Regions from separate parts of the Mus musculus genome. Here regions 1, 2, 4 and 5 are each linked to region 3. The links are chromatin contacts, called in public HiChIP or PLAC-seq maps. All regions are on one chromosome and are shown on one strand. The core of a region is the stretch at or near the end of the contact, and the rest is flanking DNA. Distances in the headings are between cores, read along the strand shown.

Region 1 (3,998 bases), core at 1,284-3,783, 770 kb before region 3:
TTTTATCATAGGATTTTTATCACATCACAAAAGTTAAATAGCCAGATCTCCCCTGGCTATCAATAGCAGTACTGGAGTAATGGACTTCAAATCCTGCATGTTTTAAATGACACACAGAGTTTAACATATAAACAAAGAAACAGTCTATCACAGATATTGTAGCAAAAAGGAAATTATTAAGATGAGGAACTTGTTAGCTTTTGAGAAGAATGTTTAAAGAGCTGGGTGTGCAATCAATAGCTTGTCTTAGGTGTCAGAATGAAAAATTATTTCATGAGTATACTTGAAAACTTTATTTTTTCACATATAAAAATCAAAGTTTAATATATTTAAATTACAACAGGAGATATTTTACTTAGACAAATCAAGGTAAAATCGTGGCCATTAAGCTAATTGCAAGTTCAATATACGTTTCTATCATTCAATGCACTCATGTAATTATCTACTACTTGTAGACATTGGGTAAGATGCCACATAGAGAGGGGTGGAAGAGGCACACCCCTACCAACTCTCAGCTGGCTTGTGAAAGCCCGAGACAGTCTTCAGCTACAGAGCACAAAATGAAGCACAGTGTTGGTGTGACCATCTTGGTTGAAAACAGTTCACAGTCTGCTTAGCTGTGTACCTGTCTGATACAGAGGCAGTGCCAAATGTTCTTTCAGAGTTCTTTCAAGTTCCTTTCTCTCATTGAAACACAAACCCCACTTCTACGACTGCTGCTGTTTCTATTGCTATGGAAATGATGGTGATGTATATCATAAATTCAAATATTATGACAGGACTACAGGGCTCAGAGGAGGAAAAGATGATTTGGAAAGGGACACAGTTTCCCTCCAAGCCAAATCCCTTTGCTAATGAACACAAAGCTAGGAAAAGCTTGTGAGAAGGCAATCAGCCTGGGAATGGGCTGTAAGTGAGGTTCTTGTCCAGATGTGCCTGAGCTGAGCTTGGTGGATAAATCTTAGCACTGTCCACTGGAATATTCCTCAAGCCAAAATGCTGTCGATGAGCAATCCAAAGGGCCTCAGTCTTCTGCCTTGATGTAGGTGGAAACTACTGGGTTTCTCCTTGAGAAACCATCTCCGTTCCCTGTTAACCCCCCACCCCCACCCCCCAGAGGGCAAAGGAGACAGGACAGGAATGTGACCTCTGACCTCCAGGGGGCATTGATGCCTAACTTTAGGAGGCACTACATTTGCATCATGGCAAGTGCTGACCTACTAAGGAAGACCACTTCTCTGAATCTTTTCAGATGAACCCTTTGTCCTGGTTGTCAGGCGTGGGGATAGGGTTGGGGGTGGTGGTTGGCTAAGGGCCACCGAGTACTCCTCTGTCTTTGCTTGTTCCTGTGAGAATTTTTCGGACCTCATTCCTGGAATGCTGCCTCCTCTGTATTGGCATTGAAACTCCCCATGTGGCTTAGCTTTCTGTCTGAGATGAGAATAGTGGGGGTATTAGGCTCCGAGGTCAGCAACAGTGAGGTTGCAGGCAGGCTCTGGTTTCAGCAGTTGGCTGCTTGCGTTTGTCTTCCCCACCCTCTGGCCTGGCCCCCAAGAATGTCATGGTCAAAGTCAAGGGAACTTTGTTTAGTCTGTATCCCAGCCTTGAAGAGGTCATAAAAACTCCCCAGGCTGTGATCAAGCAAGCTTGGAGCTGCAGGCCTTCAGTCATTTGTGTACCTTTCTGGCCACTTTGTATTTTCGGTGTTGATCTCTCTTTCTCTACCCTGGTGGATGGAGACTCTTTCTGGAAGTTATTGTGCTGTTGCTATGCTCTTGAGACTCTGTGCACAAACCGATGAACTAAGGGGAATTATGCTATTGTTTTTATTGGTATTGTTTAGTCGTATTTATTGGTACTAAATAAGTACTTTAAGAATTCATGAAAAAGTGAAATAATTTTTTTTGATTACATCTCTTCTTGGAAAGTCTATATTTTCATTATGATTTGAAAAACTATGATGAGAATACCTGATCTTACATAGTTTTTTTTTTTTTATTTTTAAGAAGAAAGAAACAAAATACCTGAGCATAAAAATAATGGTGCTTCAGTATAAAAGAGCTGAAAGGTTTCCCATGAGGAAGTCCCTTTGAACCTTAGAACAGTATTTTAAGGTTTCTTTGTACCTTCTGTGGATGTTTGTCTACTGTCTATCTGTTTGTGTATGCACCACGTGTGTGCCTGATGCCCTCAGAGGCCAGAGGAAGGCATTAGATCCCCTGGAACTGTAGTTACAAGTGCTTCTTATACTCCGTGCATATTCTGGGAACTGAACCTGGGTTCTCTGCGAGAACAGCAAGTGCTCTTAACTCCAGAACCATCTCTACAGGACCTAGAGCAGTAGTTTTAAAAGTGCTTTTCATTAGGGAAAGAAGGATGAGGAAGAGGAGAAGAAAAGGAGAAGAAAGGGGAAATAAAAAACTTTGCCGCTAAGTTGAAAATTCAGCTAGAAAGCCAAAACCCATCTTGGAGCAGAGTTTTATGGCTGAGTTATAAACTTTGAAAAGAGGGCTGTATAATGGAAATGTTGACAGACTCTTTACTATAACTGTGCTAGCGGATGCCCGCTGTAATGTACTGTGTAATTTATAGGAGTCACCTGTTAAGCCATCTGGGAAAGAAAATTTCCCTTCTTTTAAAATGTTAATAACTTGATTAACCTTTTGAACTTCCATCATTATTCCAAGTGGAGTCCACACAAGCCAGTCACAGCTACACAGCCAGTTTGTATTTACACATAAAATTTGGGATGAAAAAAATGTATATTGAATGGCTTTCCTTTTCTTGTCCTGTAGAAAAATGAGTTAGAGGAGAAGTTGCTTCCCAGATAACCTGGGGGAAAGTACTTAATTTATACAAAGCTGCTTACAAGTTAGGGAAGCCCGCAGGGCATCTTGCTAAAGGAATCTGTATTCACGTGTCTTCTCTTCTTACCTTCTTCCTTCATTAGATCAGACCTTCCTCCTGCTCAAGGGGAAAGCTGGTATTTTCAGTCTAGGAATGTTGACTCTAACTGTTTAACAAATTGCTAACTGGCTCATAGAGGTGGTTTTATGGTTTCTGCTCTTGAATAGCTGACAGTCTTGTCAATGAACTCCCCGTTGCTAATAGTCCTCCTTTCAGTGTTGCTCTGTGTCCTTAGAGCTACCCATTCTCACCATTCCATCTCCCAAAGCTCCCTACACTGGGCTCTGCTGACTTCCCTCTGTAAGTCTCAGGACAACCCTGACACCAAGGCTTCTTGAATCTTATAGAATATATTCTGCTGAACAAATCTAAAGGGTTAGGATTCCATCCCTGAACATTATCATAAATATTGTTCTTCTGGGAAGATTTCTGAGTATGAAATTGCTCACATGTATTTGCTGAGCTGACAGCAGCATGCAGACACTAGCCACAGATATCTTACCCATTTCTTCCTCTCTAACTTTTCCAGAGGAACTTGTTGATTTTGGTGGTAACCTGTCTGAGTCACATATTTTCTATAGAAGGGACACAGTGTCCTCTACAAGGTATAGTGTTCTTATGAAATTTTTTTATTTACTTAAGAAATACTTTTCTGGATTTCTCCTGGAATATAGAAGCAGTCATGTGCCATGCAAGTCAAATAAAATAATCACAGAATTGAGAATTGAGGAAGAGCCAGTTGGAGTTCAGATAGACCCACAGTTTCCTGCAGTTCTTTGGTCTGAGAGGCAAGGCTTCCCAAAGGATTTTCTGCCCTAGAATATATTCATTTTCTGGGAGAGTACATATGTTTTGTGCCTTCTGATAAAGGGGTCTGCATGTTTACTTAAGATGACCAACATTCTGGTTTGCTGAGACTCTTCTGGTTTCAGAGTAGAAAAGCCTTATATTCTAGGAAATCCTTCAGTCCCAGCAAGACAGGTGGCTATCTTAGATTTTAGATTAACCTTCTGTACTTCACAACTCGGTTGGATTGCATAAAGAGGAGGGGTTGGTAGGATGTGGTACAAGGAAGCCCTTTCCTGTTGCTT
Region 2 (3,699 bases), core at 397-2,896, 910 kb before region 3:
GGATAATTTGTCTTTTTCTTTTCCTATTTGTTCTTTCTTTTCTCTATTGCTTTGGCTATCAAGTATATCAAGCTCTGCATTAACTAAAGTAATGGTCTTGTGTGTGATTTTGATTTCACATCTAATTTCGGAAGAAATTCTTTCAGGTTTTCCTAATTGAATACAACGTTGGACTTTGCTTGTTTCATATAGCCTTTATCATGTTGTAGTCTGTTCTTTCTATTCTAGATTCTTTAGGGATTTTATCATAGGGGTTTTGAATTTTGTCAGAGTCTTTCTTTTCTGTGTTTGTTAAGATGGTTGTATGTATTTATTTTATGCTGTAGTATGGGAATTGATTCACATATATTGAACCATCCTTGCAGCCTTGAACTAAAACCAACTTGGTCATGGTGTATGATTTTTCTACTTTGCTTTGAACTTTGTATGTAAGTTTTCTCTTGAGGATTTTTTTATATCTATGTTTATCTAGGAAATTGGCCTATAGCTTTTGTTGTTGCATTATCTGGTTTTAGTATGAGGATAATACTAATTTTGTAGATGAATAGTTCTTCACTTTCTGCTTTATGGAAAAATTTAAGAAACAAACTATTGATATTAGTTTTTAAATATCAATAGTTATAATTAGTTCTGAGCTGATAGAACTAAGAAGTGAAAAGTTCTTTTTACTAATAGTTTGATCTCATTGCTTACTATTGATTTGTTTAGAGTAATGATTTCTTAATTCAGTGTTGGTTGATCTAAATGTCCAGACATTTATTTACCTTCTTTCTAGGTTTTTCAGTTTATTAAAATACAAGTTTTCAAATTATTCTGCAATGATTCTTTGAACTGAAGAAACTGAAATAATGTAACAATTCAAAGGTTTGCATGGCATCCATTTCCAGGGATCATAGGGTCCAGGGATCTTGATTGTTTCAACTTTAATACACGTGATACTGAAATGAGCACTCAAACAATTTTTGATAGAGGTGCTGATACCATACAGGACAGTCTCTTTAACAAATATTCTGGACAAACAGAATATTACATATGCAGAAAATAAAATAAATATGTACTTCTCAATATATATATAAAAATAAACTCAAATGGAGCAACTGCCTAAATATAAAAACTGAAACTATGACATGACTACAAAAAAAAAAAAAAAAAAAGAAAAAAAAACAGGTGAAACATTCAAGAGATTGGATTAAGGGCAGATTTTATTTTGGATGGAGCCTTAAAATTAGAGGCAATAATGGTAAAAACAGACAAATGGGATTATATCTAACTAAAGAGTTTCTGAAAAGCAAAGAGAATGATGATTAGAGTTAATAGAAAACATTCAGAATGAGAGAAAATATTTGTAAACTATTTTTTTTCTATGAAGGAATTAATATTTAGACTATATAAGTAACTAAAATTTTGAATAAAAATTCCAAATGTTCTAAATATCCTGTAGAGTTCACCTCCAGTAGAAAGACAGGGCATCAAGTGGAGGGCTGGGGTTGCCATCCCACAGTCAAAAGCTCTGACCCAGAGTTGTTCCTTTCTGAAAGAAATGCAGGGACAAAGACGGAGAAGAGTCTGAGGGAAAGGAGGTCCAGTGACAGGCCCAAATTCCCAAGGGGAGGCTCCAATGCCCCACACTATTACTGATTGCTACGCAAAGAGTTTCAGGGAAACTTAACCTACTGGAACCAGGCGTTCTCATAAGCCGTACACTCAAACTCTATCCCTGGGTTAGCCTGGTGTATGGATCCACGTGCTCTCTTTTAGTATTATTTTATTATAAGTGCCTTTTAAGATTGAATTCTGACATAGCTAAGCCTCCACCAGTGTTCCAATGTCCTAGAAAATGCTTGAAGCCGAGGAGCTTGGAAGACACTGTGAAACTAATTAGGCATTACAAAGAACAGAGCTAGAATAGCTCAGGGCTAGTCAGTAGCCAGTCTCACCCAGACAAGGGAATTCACAAAATAGTGAATAGGTGGGTTTACCATTAAAGAGTTAGGGAATCCCACTGAGACAGGAATCTTCATTACAGCTAGGTATAGCAGGCAACATTGCATATTAGAAGCAAGTTGGTGAATTCTTCTGACAAATGGAGATTCTCCACAGATACTTAAAAGAACAGTCAAGTTACAGTCATACAAGAATTTATCAGGGCCTAGGAAATATGGGGGTTGTGGTATTGCATTATTCATGAGAAGGTCTGTTAGAGCAGATTCCCCTGGTACAAGCTTTCACAAGGCTCAAAGGAGTAGCACAAATTGTGACTAGGGTGTGAAATCTTTACCTGTCATTAAGCTGGCCCTAGGCAGGACTGCTTTATCTTTACTGTGAACATTTACCTGGTTTCTGTAAGTCCTTTTGAAGTCATTCCTTTGTTTTGTGTCAGCTAACTTCAATGTACTTTGCCTGCTGTGACAGACATCCTACCCCCTTTATTTTCTGTATTATATAAGGTTGGTGTTCACTTTGTGACAATACATTCAGATTCTACACAATCTCCTGTGTTGCCGACTCCTTGACCATCTGTAACCAGAGACCCATCCTACACAGACAAGGGACTAAGAGGGTATTCGGCAACTGATGCTATGGTGTGCTTACAGATAGGAGCCTAGCATGGCTGCCCTTTGAGTGGCCCAACAAGCAGCTGACTGAGACAGATGCAGATATTTAACCCCCAACCAATGTACCGAAGTTGGTGACCCCTGTGGTTGAATTAGGAAAGAGCTGGAAGAAGCTGAGGAGGAGGGTGACCCCATATGAAGACCAGCAGTCTCAACTAACTTGGATCCCTGAGATCTATCACTCAGCCACCACTCAGCCACTAACTAGGCAGCATACATGAGCTGGTATGTGGTCCTGACACACATTCAGCAGAGGTCTGCCTGGTCTGGCCTCTATGAGAAAAGATGTACCTAACCCTCGAGATACCTGAGGCCCCAGGGAGTGGGGAGGCCTGGCAGGGTAGGATGGGGTGGGGTAGGGTGGGATGAGGCAGGGTAGGGTGGGATGAGGCAGGGTAGGGTGTGGGGTGGTGAGGACATCCTCTTGCGGATGAGGGAGGAAGAATGGGACGAGGAACATGCTACTTGTAATTTTAACATGCACACTTCCCTTTGCCTGGTCTAATTGCCTGGCGCTATGGCCCCTCATGACTTAGCTCCGAGATCACCCTGCCATTGGCTCCACTTCCATCACGCCAGTTCCTTCTGAGGACACCCGGAGTCACCACTTGCACTCCACTGATCGGCCACTTTGCAACTGGCTCTGCCGACGCCAACGATCACCCCGTCCTCACCCAGCTCCCTTAAGGCCTGTGAAAGGAAAACACTGGAGACGTTTATATTTAAAACTGACCCGATAACTCAAAGGCTGGGCAAAGAATATCCTGCTCTATCATGCTCTGTCTCTTCCGTTGCCTGCGGAGGCCATAAACTATCGGTGCCATCTGCTTCCGCATCTCCTCCGGCTCCAATCCTCTCCCTCCTTCTCTTCCTGTCCTGCCTGGAAAGCCTGCCTTCTCTTTTGCCTAACAATTGGCTTCTGCCATCTTTATTTAGCCAATCAACGATTAGGGAAACAATTAGGGAAACTCTTCCTACAGGAACTGTCCAAGGTCAGACAGAGAGGGGCATAACTACTGGACTGTAAAAAAATAAAAAAATTAAAGATAATTAAAAAAAGATTTATAGTTAAGAAGTAGGAAAA
Region 3 (3,689 bases), core at 94-2,593:
CGATAATAGCAAGAGGAGGAAGCTCAGAATCCTATAGACGGGAATGCATCCTGTCTGGCACAGGGGATGAGGGTAGGGTCCCGAGATGATCATCGATAGAAGGGTTGCCTGGCTGAGAAAGGTAGATGAGTACCGTCCTGTAGTACAGTAAGCACCAACAACTCCACGCTTTTATCAGTCCCAGTTTCAGCCCACCCCGAAGATGGTGGCTTGAAAACTATCATGTGTGAGACGAGGAAAAATAAAAACGGTGCCACAAGGCACTGGGTGCCCACCTGGCTGATATTTCCCCACACCCTACGCAGGACATCGGGTGAACCCACAGGGCTGCTGGATCTAGGCACTGCCTGACACCGATCCTAGACGGATTGACTACCTTGTGCTGGCTTTTCCTTGAGAGACAGGAGGCTCTCTAAAGCTCTCATGAATGCTCTAGGGCCCGCGACCCTCACAAGCTTTGGAGCCAGGGTCTCTCAGTCCTTTCTCTGACCCTTCTCCCTTTCCCTTCATTTGCTCATCACTTCTTTTCCTCTATGCTTCCTCTGCTAGCTACCAGACCATTGACCGCCGCGATGCTTTCGGCAAAATAGAAAACAGGAAGGAAAAGGAGAGAAAAAAAGTAAGAAAGTAGGGGAGAATTGCAGACTGGAGCAAAAAGCTGCAGCTGCACTCAGAATTGGGGGCTTGAGAAAAGTAAAATAGGGGGGAGGTGTCCAAAATGCGAAGGGAATTCACAAAAGCAGCCTCTTGCCAGAGCCTGGGTAGAGCTCTGGCTGAGGAGCTCCAACTGGAGAGGAGTCGGGCGCTTTCTTTGCCACTTACCCAGTCCTCTGTCTACAAAGCTAGTGATCGTATTAGCTGACTTGGAAGACTGGAAAAAGCTGGCATTGATGCCCAGCTTCTCGGCAATGGAGTAAGTCTTGTAGATTGACAGCATGTACTCGTGAGGCACCACGCGCAGCCCCCTGCCCGGCGGCTCCTGCCCCTGATGTTGTCCGGGCGGCCGCCGCCGGAGGTCCTTCTGCCGCAGCCCGTGCTCCGGGGGCGTCCGGCCCTCGGCACTCTCTTGTGGAGTTCGCTGCATCTTCCCTTCTTTGCGGTTCCCCACGTCTTTGGTGGAGTCCAATTCGGTGGAGGAGGAGGAGGACGAGGAGATGGAAGCCTGCTGGAAACCCGGCAAATCCCAGAGGAAGCTAATGAGGAAGATCGCCCAGAGAAGGACCCTAGGAGTGTCCATGGCGAGCGAGTGGCTAAGTTACTCGGAGAGGCGGCGGCGACAGCAGCGGCTGCGCCGGGCGCGAAAGGCACGGAGCGGCTGGACAGCGGCGGGGGCCGCGCTCCTCCTGCAGACTACGAGTGCGGGGAGCCGGGTAGCAGCTACACAAATCCAGGCCCTGCCACGCCCCCTCCCGCCCCTCGCCGGGAGGTGGGGAGAGGAGGGGAGAGCAGCGCTGCGGGGATAGGGAGGGAGGCGGGTAGTGCGGGCAGGAGGTGTGGGGTGGGGGGCAGCGGTGGGCTGTGGTGGTGGCAAGGTGAGAGCTGGAAGAGCCCCACGGGGTCCGGAGCGCCGACTGGGCGAGCCAGAGGCGAGCGCCTCTGTCCCAGGGTTGGGGAGCCAGAGCCCGCAGGCAGCCGCCTGCGCCGGGGACCGTCAGTCCCCACCAGCTGCTCGAACTTCTCCAGGGACCCGGGGGAGTGGCAGCCGCGGCGGCTGGCTCGGAGCGGGGGTGGGGGTGGGGGGCTGCTGCCGCAGGCTGCGCCCTGGCTCCGGGCAGTGGCACCCTCTCTTTGCCACCCTACCCTCCTAGCGGGCGGTTAGCACCCTCTCACCCCCCCCCCCCCGCGCGCCCACAAGTTTCATCCCTGAGTCCCGGAAGCCAGGCGCAGGGGCCAGTCCTTCACAGCCCCCTTCTCTTGGTAGAATGCTGCTTTCCACAAAGACCCGCGTCAATTCCCGACCTTCGAGGTCAGGCAAAGGCCACCAGTCTTCAGAGTTTGGACCGGTGCTCGGAGCTGCCGCGCTCTCCTGCAGGCCCCAGACTCTCCTCTCGCAGACCTCAATCTCTGGTGTTTGCTCCAGCTGCTTCATTTCTCTTTCGTGGGACCCCACACTTCTCTGGACCCTTAGGGGCTTGACTCCCTCTTCTTCTGCACCCGTACTTCCTTTTTCCTCTTTCCTATTGTCTTCAGGAATTAGTCCTTCCCCCAAATTCCTTCCCATTCCGATTCGATACCTCTCCTCACCCAGTCCCTGCCCCCCAAATATGCTTTTTTTTTTGGCTGTGGCCTCCCAACTCTCTGATCCCCACCCTCTCTCTCCCCCTTTCACCAGACCCCTCCCTGCGCAGCTCTACCCCAATCTGTTTCTCTTCAGCCCAGCCTCGCCCCATCACGAGTTTCCTTTATCTGTCCCCAGATTCCCAGTGTCTTCCCCGCCCACCGCCCCGCGGTTCAGGACGTTGCTAGGTTTGGCGGCGAAGCGTTGCTTCTCTCGCACAGCGCTCTAGACGGAAGTTGTCCAGAGTCTTTACAGGGTACTCACGCACCATCTGTAAACGTCCTCCTGTAAATTACTCCACTTATGGATTTAAAAAAAAAAGGGGGGGGGCAAAAGGCTCAGAGATAAAGGCTTTCCAGGGCCATTCAGCCAAGAGGGCACAGCCACGGATAGACCCAGGAAGCAGTGGTTCCACCATTCTGCTCCTCCTGGTTTGAGCTGTGTCTCTGTGGGTTCTCTCGCCCTGGCCCTCCTGTCTTCATTGGGACCTTGCAGGCGTGAGGATAATTTGGTCCTCTCTCCCCTTCTCTTTACTCTGACTTCCTTAAGAGGCATGACACTCACCTTGGACATCTGCTGTGTCAGGCCTGGCTCTATGGCCTTAGCAAACAGTTTCACATAATCTTCATAACAAGCCTGAGACAAGGGCCACATTATCTCTATTTTACAGACAGAGAAACTGAGGCCCACGATCACACTGCTCCTGTATTGCCACTACTCCTAATTGCGAGGCTATTGAGAGGGGCTGCTTTGCTCTCTATCACTAGAGATTCTGGTTCTACCCCAACCCATTTAACGTCCCTTAGGGCTACTCAGTTCATGACTGCCAACCCATGGCCTGTCTGGGACTTGAAGGAGTCTAGCTTCTTCCTTCTGCTTTCTAGCATTATCATTCACCAGTGTAAGGCTGAGAAAGGAGCTAGGAAGTTTTAAGTCTTAAATAATGCTTAGCCCACTAGGACGAAAAGCTCTCTCTGTTCATGTTCCTTCATCTTTGGTGCACATGTCCTTCATACATTACTGTTATCCAGAGATGACACCCTCATCTCTTAATGTCTAATACCAAATCGATCGCCTTCTAATATCTGTGCTGCGCCTCTTTCTCTTCCCCTCGCTGTACTGACATCCAGGAGAGGCATCCATCCATGGCTTGTCTCCATTCTCTCCTTCTGGGAATGAGCATGTGTACCTTGTGCTAACACTCTGCGCATGTCTGGCTCCACAGCCCTGTTAGGGATGACTCATGGGCTTGGATCCTTTCTCAGCACCACGCTTCCTGCTGGCCTTCATCTCTGCTCAGTTTGCCCACAGCAGTTATCTGTTGTGAGTTACCAGTAAACAGGAAACAAGGCAGAGGTCTCATTGCCTATGGCCTACAACCCTTCAACAGACTAGGTAGTGGAAAGGCAAA
Region 4 (3,651 bases), core at 559-3,058, 560 kb before region 3:
CCCTCTCTAATTATCTCTAAATATAATTTATTATATCTATTTAGGCAAAGTAGAATCTGACAATCAAATCACGGTCACCGCCTTTTATCACAAAGTCTTGTTGTAACCGCCCCATCCACACATTATCATATTTCTATGGCTGCTGTATGTACAAAGACAACAGTTTATACAGTTTGTTACAACACAACAGATAATACAGTTATTATCTAGTTATCTCTCCCTTTCCCATCTCCTTCCCCCTTCTCCTTCCCTCTCTCTCCCCCCTCCACATACTGAATGAAACTGTCACAAGAACAGAAGGCTTGTCTCCCCCCCCCCTTTGGTTTTTATTTATTGTTATTTTCTCAGGTCTGGGAACAATACCTGGCATACAGTAACTGTTTAATAAATACCTCAGAATTATAGCAAGTTGGACCATTTTTAGTAATGTTTTATGAGGCTGATAAGAAGAAACTCAATTTAGAACTGTTAACCTGACCAAACGTTATTTTTAGAAGGCAACTTTATAAGGAGTATCTCAGAAAGTGCTTCTAGTATATCATGGCCTCTCATATTTTCTGAATTAAAAAAATGTGGAAGCCAGAATACTGCCATGTAATTTATAAAAAACAATGAAATGAAATCCCCACAGCCCAAGATTTTGATAACTTTTAATTATGGATTTTATTTGTAGCAGATTTCTTGATTGGGTAAGAGTGCCTACAAATGGACTTTGGTTTAAAGATCTGAGATTACACTATTATGCTTGAATTCAGTTAGTAACAATTACTTTCATATCAGCAGGGAAGCACTTGCAACACTCAAGAGAGGCATTTCAGGACCTAGACCAGGCTAGCCCTACAGGACCGCAGCACTTTGACTCTTTTGCTGCTTCTTCTTGCTGCTCCTTCATTAGTTCTTTCTTGTGATGGAAAAGAAGCAATGACCTAGTTCAAGGACAACAGGAAAGGAAGGAGCCAAGCCAAAGGATTGCAGAGTCAACACCCGGCATGATTTCATTTACCACATCTAGTCCGTCAACCTTTTGGGAGATGTTTATATTTATCCCCTTCTCTCTTTTGTCACCAAGGAATTTCATTTCCCTCTTAAGTGGCTTTCCTGAGAGAGGAAGTGGGAAGGGAGGAATGGGACCCAAACCACCACGTTGGTTGTTCTTTTGGAGCCTGTCCTGCCCTCCTGTTTGAAGTTATGTCTGTGGCTTTGTTCTGCCTGTACCTGCTCTCTCTAGAGTAGGAGCTTGTAAAGTGGCAGAAGTCTGAACCTTTAGTAAACGTTTCTTCTTAAAATGAGTATACTGCTGTGAGAGCCATCTGTTCCAAAGGGGTCTAACTACTAACTGTTCCTCTGAAGCAGTATGCACAGGTCACAGGCATTTCCTGGATGGTGGTGGTGGTAGAGTGCCTACCAATCTTCCACCAGCACCATGCATTAATTATCCTGGCTATGAGGGAGCTCTCTTTAGGGTCTGGTCTTTAGGGTTCTCTTTAGGGTTTTTATTCACAGAGGACTTTATCATTCTATATACATGCCAACAAGCTGCTTTCTTCCATAGAAACCTGACTCCAGCACTGGACACCAGTGTCCAACTTCAGGTGTTTTTTTTAGGCTTTGCTATTTTCTAAGAAAAGACCAGAAGTTTTTGTGAATGAAGAGAAATAAAAGCATTGGAATGATCTCACAGCTTCTCACTCTCTCTTTTCAACCCGGTGAAGAACCAAGTCAGCTGTGGGGGTTGGGATAAGTCAGAGAAGGAAGAACAAGTTTTGTGTCTATTGTACCAGTGACCCAATGCACTTACAGGCAGAAAATGTTGAATTTAAGGATGTGGGGGAGGTCAGTGGCTCTGAGTCCTTTGACATGCAAATGTCCATCCAGTTGACTCTTGCCTTTTCACAGGTCATTCTTCCTGGCACAAATGACTTTAGCTATCTCTAAAACACCCTGATGTCTTTGTTACTTTTCTTTCTCAAGGTCATTTTACCAATTGCTTCATTGTGGAACTCATTCACACCCCTGAAATCTAATCACAGTTGGTTTTAAGTAGTTTTTTTTTTTTTTTTAATCTATGAACTTGGACTCTTTCAGTAACCTTGTTAGTTAGTTTTGCTGGCCCCTTACCTGGTTTCTGTTAAACAATTGATTGAATTGTACAGTGTCTATTTGAGTAAAATGCTAGATTTGAAATGCCACCAAGAATATTCTGTTTCTCAAATGCCTTGGTGGAGTGAAACAGCTTTTCTGAAGCCGTGGAGAACTGAGTTCTGAAGAAAATGGAGGCCAAGGTTTGCTGCTAACTTGATATTTAGAAACAACATTCAACTCCGACCAAGCTGCCAAAATGGAATTTTCTGCCTATATCCCAACTGCCAGTTCAGTTTATCCCAGGACATCTGGGGTCTACTTTGCCTTTCTTACTCTCTTTACAGCCCTGTTTTTCTACAGTTTCTAATTAAAATATCACCCAATAATGTGGTTGGGGAGCAAGCTCAATTAGTAAAGTAGTTGCTGTGTAAGCAAGAGGACCCAAATTCCACACCCAATGCCAGGGTTTAAACACAAACAAACAACAGCAGCAACCCCCAGACAAACAATGACAGAAACCCAAACAAAACAAAACCAAACATCAATGAACCCCTCCCCCCCCAAACAAAAACAAAACAAGCAAACAGCAACTCCTGGAAAAAAAGCAGAACAAACAACAGCAAAACACCCAAATGACAAACAAACAAACAAACAAACAAACAAACAAACAAACAAGCCAGTCATGGTTACACAAGTGTAAACAAACAAGCCAGTCATGGTTACACACTTGTCAATCCAGTGCTGGACAAGTGAAGGCAAAAAGGCTCCTGGGGCTTGCTGGAAAGCCAGTTTAGCCTAATTAGTGTGCTAGTGAGAGAACCTGTCTCTAAAGCAAGCTAGATGGCTCCTGAGAGGTGACACCTATGGATGAGCCACATCATGTGCACACATGTATACACATATGTGCATACATCACAAATTGCCTGCTGATGACCTTGTATATTTCTGACTCACCAGCATGTCCATCTCAACAAAAACAGGGAAATTCTCTGGTCACCTGCCAATGCCAACATGACTCAAGGTGATCTATATTATTTTCTGCAAGAGATTCTCTTTTTTAGTTGAACTTTGGTGACATGAGAGACTAGAATAAAGGAATTAAGATGGGGTAAGGTGGAGAAATCAAAATGGAGTTTTAGGCCTCAACAGGTAACATCTATGAAAAGTGAATGCAAGACTGCCAGAGAAAACAAGGAATTACCTCCATGAGGAGAAGAGCATGTGCACTTCTTAGGGAAAACAAAAGCATCGCTAAGAACTCTAAGTCTTTTGAGTTGTGAAACCAGCCTTGTGCTGACTTTTTCTCCCAAGACACATACTGTACATACTATTTCTAGTATTTTTCACAGAGACCTCACTGACCTTGGCAACTGACCAGTTTACACAGAATGTACTTGAAATTTCAGGTTCATAATTATACAAAGGATCTCATCCAGCACACACCCAGTTGGTCTTCTCGGAGGTTTTGGTTGACCATAGAGGAAAATGAGCCTCTCTGGTATTTTTCCTTCAAATATCCACTCATTACACTTTAGTTAACCATTGAAGTTGAGGTGTTTTTAAAAAAAT
Region 5 (3,752 bases), core at 735-3,234, 930 kb before region 3:
TCTAAATGCTAGAGGTATGGTAGTGATCTGTGCTGATGTTGTTCTAGGTGATTGAGGTAGGGTGAGGGGTGGAAAGAATTCAGACAGATGTGGTAAGTGACAAGAAAGGTATGGTAAGCAACAAAAACTATGAAAGAATAGAGATGCAGAACAGAGTGGGGGAGCTCATGAGGGTCAGAGGACATGGTCCGAATTAAGTGAACAGGAGAGGTTGCGTGGAGAGATGAGTGGTAAACAAGGCATGAAAGAGAAACATTTGGTTAAGTGATCTTTGGGAGAGAGTTATTTGGAAGAGGGACTAAAGTAATGGTATGCCTTTCTCACATCTGTCCCAGTCCACCATGAGATGTCTGTTGTCCTTCCCTTGCTGACTTTTTATTCCTTAGTCCTAATTGCCACTCTTTTCTTCCTCTTTTCACTTCATAGCCCTACGACAGACACAGCAGGAAGGCCTGGGATGAGTGGAGTGATCAAACACCAAGGCAGGTAGGAAGGAAACTAAGGAGAGGGTGTTGTGGGTCAAGGGAATGTCACAGAACCCATCAAAGTGCTGAGTGGGACCCACAAAAAGAGTTTAAGTAAGGGGGTGCTGTGATTTTTCAAGCTCATTCTCAAAAGATCATTTTGAAAGGCAAAAATGGGAAGACTTGTTGTAAAGCTACCTCAGGCACACATGTAATGACTGCCACACACTGGAAGGGCTGGGAAGTGGTTGGGATTTGGGCCTTTGGTGGGCATTAAGAAAATATAGAAAGTCGATAGTCAAATCTTCCCCTTGAGGCAACCATGGTGAGGAGACAAAGTGAGCCTCCAGAGCTTTGTGGTAGTTATTGCATCAGTCAGAGGAAGTGTAGAGCTGATAGTTGGAGGATCTATAGGATAACCAGAGCCATGGTGGAGCTGACTCAGCTAATGGGTCCTCTTGGATCCCAATCTTAGCCAAGGTGATGGACTGATATAGATTATATGTCCAGATGTGGACAGTTTAGAAGAATTTGCAGTAGAAGCTAAAGTCCAGATATTGGGAGCCATCACCGTGATTAGCAGATAGGGAGTTTCAGGGTGTCCTTGCTTTTATAAGAATGTGGAAGAGTCACCTTTTACCCACTGACAGTCTTTTCTCTTTTGGGGAACATGAGTTTGAATCTTAGCAAAATATTTACCCCAAGTGAAATAACTTTAAATAGGAAGAACTGAGCAAGGAAACTCAACTGGAACGTTTACTGTCACCCTTTTCTGTGTATGGGAGTGGGGACATTTGAGCCACTTCTGTATAGGTATAGAAAAAATGAGGAACAGCAAGTTTTGCATGTTGGGACAAGTATGTAAACTTCAGACCTTTTGTCTAGATGTTGCCAGTTGGAAAATATAACCAGGTTCCCTTTTGATAATAGTTATGAGTCTTGGCTCCTGATTTTTCTTACCTGAAAGAGTGACCTGAAATAGATAGTTCTAACAAAAGGATGAGTGGGCTCTCATGGGGGAAGGAGAGGCTACTTCATGTCCTGTCAAACCTAGAGCTCCGACTGCTCTGAACACAGGGCCTACCTTAAAGTATCTGATGGTGCTTAAGAGAGGAGGCTCACAAAGCTTAGGAAGGACTGGTCTAACAGCAACAACTGTATCACTGTTTTGGTTTTGTCACCAGAAGAAAAACCACCAGAGGTAAAGCTGGGGTAATCTTAAGTACTGAAATATAAAGGTCTTCTTTTCTGAAAAATACAAATTCCCTATCCTGATCACTACAGCACTTGAATATGGAGTTGATGCTGTTTTGGGTCCTGAATGGAATCAGTTAGGAGCCTGAACAGACAGTCTTGAAACTCTCAGAGGGTCCCATAACCCTTTTTCAGGATGCTTGGAGGGAGGTTGGGGGAGGGGAGGTTCAATGAGGAATAAAGAAACTTTCTTGGCATATGGCCACATGTGACTTCACCCTCTGGGCATGCTGTGATGTCAGGCTGTACCCTAAAGCCTTGCAGAGGGATGAAGCCAGCCCTAGGAAGGCCTAGGAGGCTAGGGGAGATCTGGACAATGGTAGGGGTTTCATAAAGGGCCAGGCTTGAAGGCAAAGACTGCATTTTTGATCCTTGTGGAACACAACCCAGCATCTTCTGTTAGCATCCTGGTTGATGGCAGTGTTTGCCCACATCTGCTGCGATTGGGATGGAGGTGGCCCCTCTACAGTCCAGTGTAACCTGAGAAGCGTGATGCTGGCAGCTGGCCTGGGAGGAGTTAGGGTGGGAGCTGTAGTTCTGCCAGAGAAGTGGGGTTGGATCTGTTCCTCGGAGTGTGCCTGGATATGATTTGCTTCCCTTAGCACCAGACCTCAGGCTTTGTGTGAACTGACAGAGAGTAAGAAACTACCAGCAGAAAGCATCTTGTCTGGATCTTTTCCAGACCCCATTCTTGTGAGCCCAATGGGGCTTTGACATATTACTGGTTTGTGGATTAGAAGAAAAGTCAGGGTGCACCCTACTTGTTCTACAAAGAATGTAAGACCATCTGGAAAGACACCATGACCCAGTACGATGACACAGGATTTTCCTTAAGTATTTGGAGATGGTGGATACAGGGGGAGACATGGGGATAAACAGACACTGACAGGAGTCAAAATGAAGGGGACCAGAAAATACACTTTTTTAATAAGTGTCACAAAATGGGACAATGGTGGTACATATCTCAAAGTGTTGTTACAAGGATGGTAGGAGTTTAAATGTGAGCATGCTTTATACATGTTGTTTTAGTTGGGGGTTTATTGCTGTGAAGAGACACCATGACCAAGGCTTGCTGTTCATCATCAAAGGAAGTCAAGACAGGAATTCAAATGGCAGGAACCTGAAGGCAGGAACTGATGCAGAGACCATGGAGGGGTGCTGCTTACTGACTTGCTCATCATAGCTTGCTTTCTTATAGAACCTAGGTCCACCATTTCAGGGATGGCACCACCTACAATGGGGTGGGCCACCCACCCTCACTAATTGAGAAAATGCCTTACAGCTGGATCTCATGGAGGCATTTTTCTCAACTGAGACTCCTTCCTTTCTGATGACTCTAACTTGTGTCAAGTTGACATACAAAACCAGCCAGTACACATGTCATCATTGATTATTGCTGTATTGATGACTCTACTGTGAGACACTTAACTGGCAGTCTTTTCCCGCAAAGCCACTGGATGAAGGCTAAAACCTGACTCTGGACTGTTGCCTTAGTCAATCACAGACTAAGTGACCACTGTAAATCTCAGTTTTCATATGTATTACTCAGAGATGAAAGTACCTAACTTTCAGCCTTGAAAGAAGGGGGGGGGGCAGATATGGTACTATCAGCTCAGACCTCAATTTCAAATACCAAATATGAAGTGACTCAAATGATAGACTTTAGTTTCTTACAGTTCTTGAGACAAGAAATTCAAGATCTAAGTACCAGTAAGGTGGATTTCATCCTGAGATGTCTCTGCTGGAATAATGTGTGTATGCTGCCATTTTGCTGTTTGCGCACATGGTGCCTTTGTGTGTGGAGTGGGGTCAGGGAAGAGAGAAAAAGAGAATCTTTGGATGAGGACTGACACCAATTCCATCCTGATATCTTTACTCTAATGATATGAGGCTTGAATGTGAATTTGGTGAGAGAATAGTAAAAGATCCTGGCTATAACAGAGTCTGTATATCAACCAGCAATGTGTCCAGATCTTGTGTGTGTATTCTAAGGCTTAATTAGCCTTATGATCCTACTGTGCATATAGCAAGTGC

The links. HiChIP or PLAC-seq counts read pairs in DNA pulled down with a chosen protein or histone mark.
Region 1: a contact with region 3 is called in an H3K4me3 HiChIP or PLAC-seq map of embryonic limb bud, with 5 times the contacts expected there. The contact joins the enhancer-like site here to the promoter of Gdf6 in region 3. A contact is called at or near these places in 7 of 39 promoter capture datasets (the 3T3-L1 cell line, embryonic stem cells, frontonasal cranial neural crest and 3 more), 2 of 115 datasets of contacts at active chromatin or transcription factors (craniofacial prominence and embryonic limb bud) and 1 of 9 other capture datasets (embryonic stem cells).
Region 2: an H3K27ac HiChIP or PLAC-seq map of embryonic stem cells shows a contact between it and region 3, with 6 times the contacts expected there. The contact joins the enhancer-like site here to the promoter of Gdf6 in region 3. A contact is called at or near these places in 5 of 39 promoter capture datasets (the C10 cell line, the SN4741 cell line, cranial neural crest and 2 more) and 11 of 115 datasets of contacts at active chromatin or transcription factors (astrocytes, craniofacial prominence, embryonic forebrain and 6 more).
Region 4: a contact with region 3 is called in an H3K4me3 HiChIP or PLAC-seq map of stem cell-derived neural progenitor cells, with 15 read pairs. The contact joins the enhancer-like site here to the promoter of Gdf6 in region 3. A contact is called at or near these places in 7 of 39 promoter capture datasets (the 3T3-L1 cell line, 3T3-L1-derived adipocytes, hippocampal neurons and 3 more), 3 of 484 Hi-C or Micro-C datasets (adipose-derived mesenchymal stem cells, embryonic stem cells and myocytes) and 6 of 115 datasets of contacts at active chromatin or transcription factors (craniofacial prominence, embryonic forebrain, embryonic stem cells and 2 more).
Region 5: a contact with region 3 is called in an H3K4me3 HiChIP or PLAC-seq map of embryonic limb bud, with 5 times the contacts expected there. The contact joins the enhancer-like site here to the promoter of Gdf6 in region 3. A contact is called at or near these places in 6 of 39 promoter capture datasets (the C10 cell line, the SN4741 cell line, cranial neural crest and 3 more), 8 of 115 datasets of contacts at active chromatin or transcription factors (astrocytes, craniofacial prominence, embryonic forebrain and 5 more) and 1 of 9 other capture datasets (embryonic stem cells).

What each region holds. Positions count from the first base shown.
Region 1 is chr4:10,611,011-10,615,008 of GRCm38.p6, reverse strand. The region is part of intron 4 of 1700123O12Rik (RIKEN cDNA 1700123O12 gene); the gene reads left to right. Among named protein-coding and RNA genes, the nearest start is that of 1700123O12Rik, 180 kb to the left of the region's middle. Within about 2 kb of position 2,533, at least 8 of the 459 cell types and tissues checked have an H3K27ac peak or open chromatin away from gene starts, as enhancers often do. A contact at or near this core is called in embryonic limb bud, where this site is marked.
Region 2 is chr4:10,748,803-10,752,501 of GRCm38.p6, reverse strand. The region is part of intron 2 of 1700123O12Rik (RIKEN cDNA 1700123O12 gene); the gene reads left to right. Among named protein-coding and RNA genes, the nearest start is that of 1700123O12Rik, 47 kb to the left of the region's middle. Within about 2 kb of position 1,646, at least 13 of the 459 cell types and tissues checked have an H3K27ac peak or open chromatin away from gene starts, as enhancers often do. A contact at or near this core is called in embryonic stem cells, where this site is marked.
Region 3 is chr4:9,842,026-9,845,714 of GRCm38.p6, reverse strand. Gdf6 (growth differentiation factor 6) reads right to left here and starts at 1,343. Exons shown (of 2, transcript NM_013526.1): 1 at 823-1,343. The coding sequence starts at 1,237.
Region 4 is chr4:10,398,073-10,401,723 of GRCm38.p6, reverse strand. All of the region lies in intron 2 of Gm46879 (a long non-coding RNA gene), which reads left to right. Among named protein-coding and RNA genes, the nearest start is that of Gm46879, 10 kb to the left of the region's middle. Within about 2 kb of position 1,808, at least 13 of the 459 cell types and tissues checked have an H3K27ac peak or open chromatin away from gene starts, as enhancers often do. A contact at or near this core is called in embryonic stem cells and stem cell-derived neural progenitor cells, where this site is marked.
Region 5 is chr4:10,773,238-10,776,989 of GRCm38.p6, reverse strand. It overlaps 1700123O12Rik (RIKEN cDNA 1700123O12 gene), which reads left to right. Exons shown (of 5, transcript NR_045185.1): 2 at 427-486. Among named protein-coding and RNA genes, the nearest start is that of 1700123O12Rik, 23 kb to the left of the region's middle. Within about 2 kb of position 1,984, at least 38 of the 459 cell types and tissues checked have an H3K27ac peak or open chromatin away from gene starts, as enhancers often do. A contact at or near this core is called in craniofacial prominence, embryonic forebrain and embryonic limb bud, where this site is marked.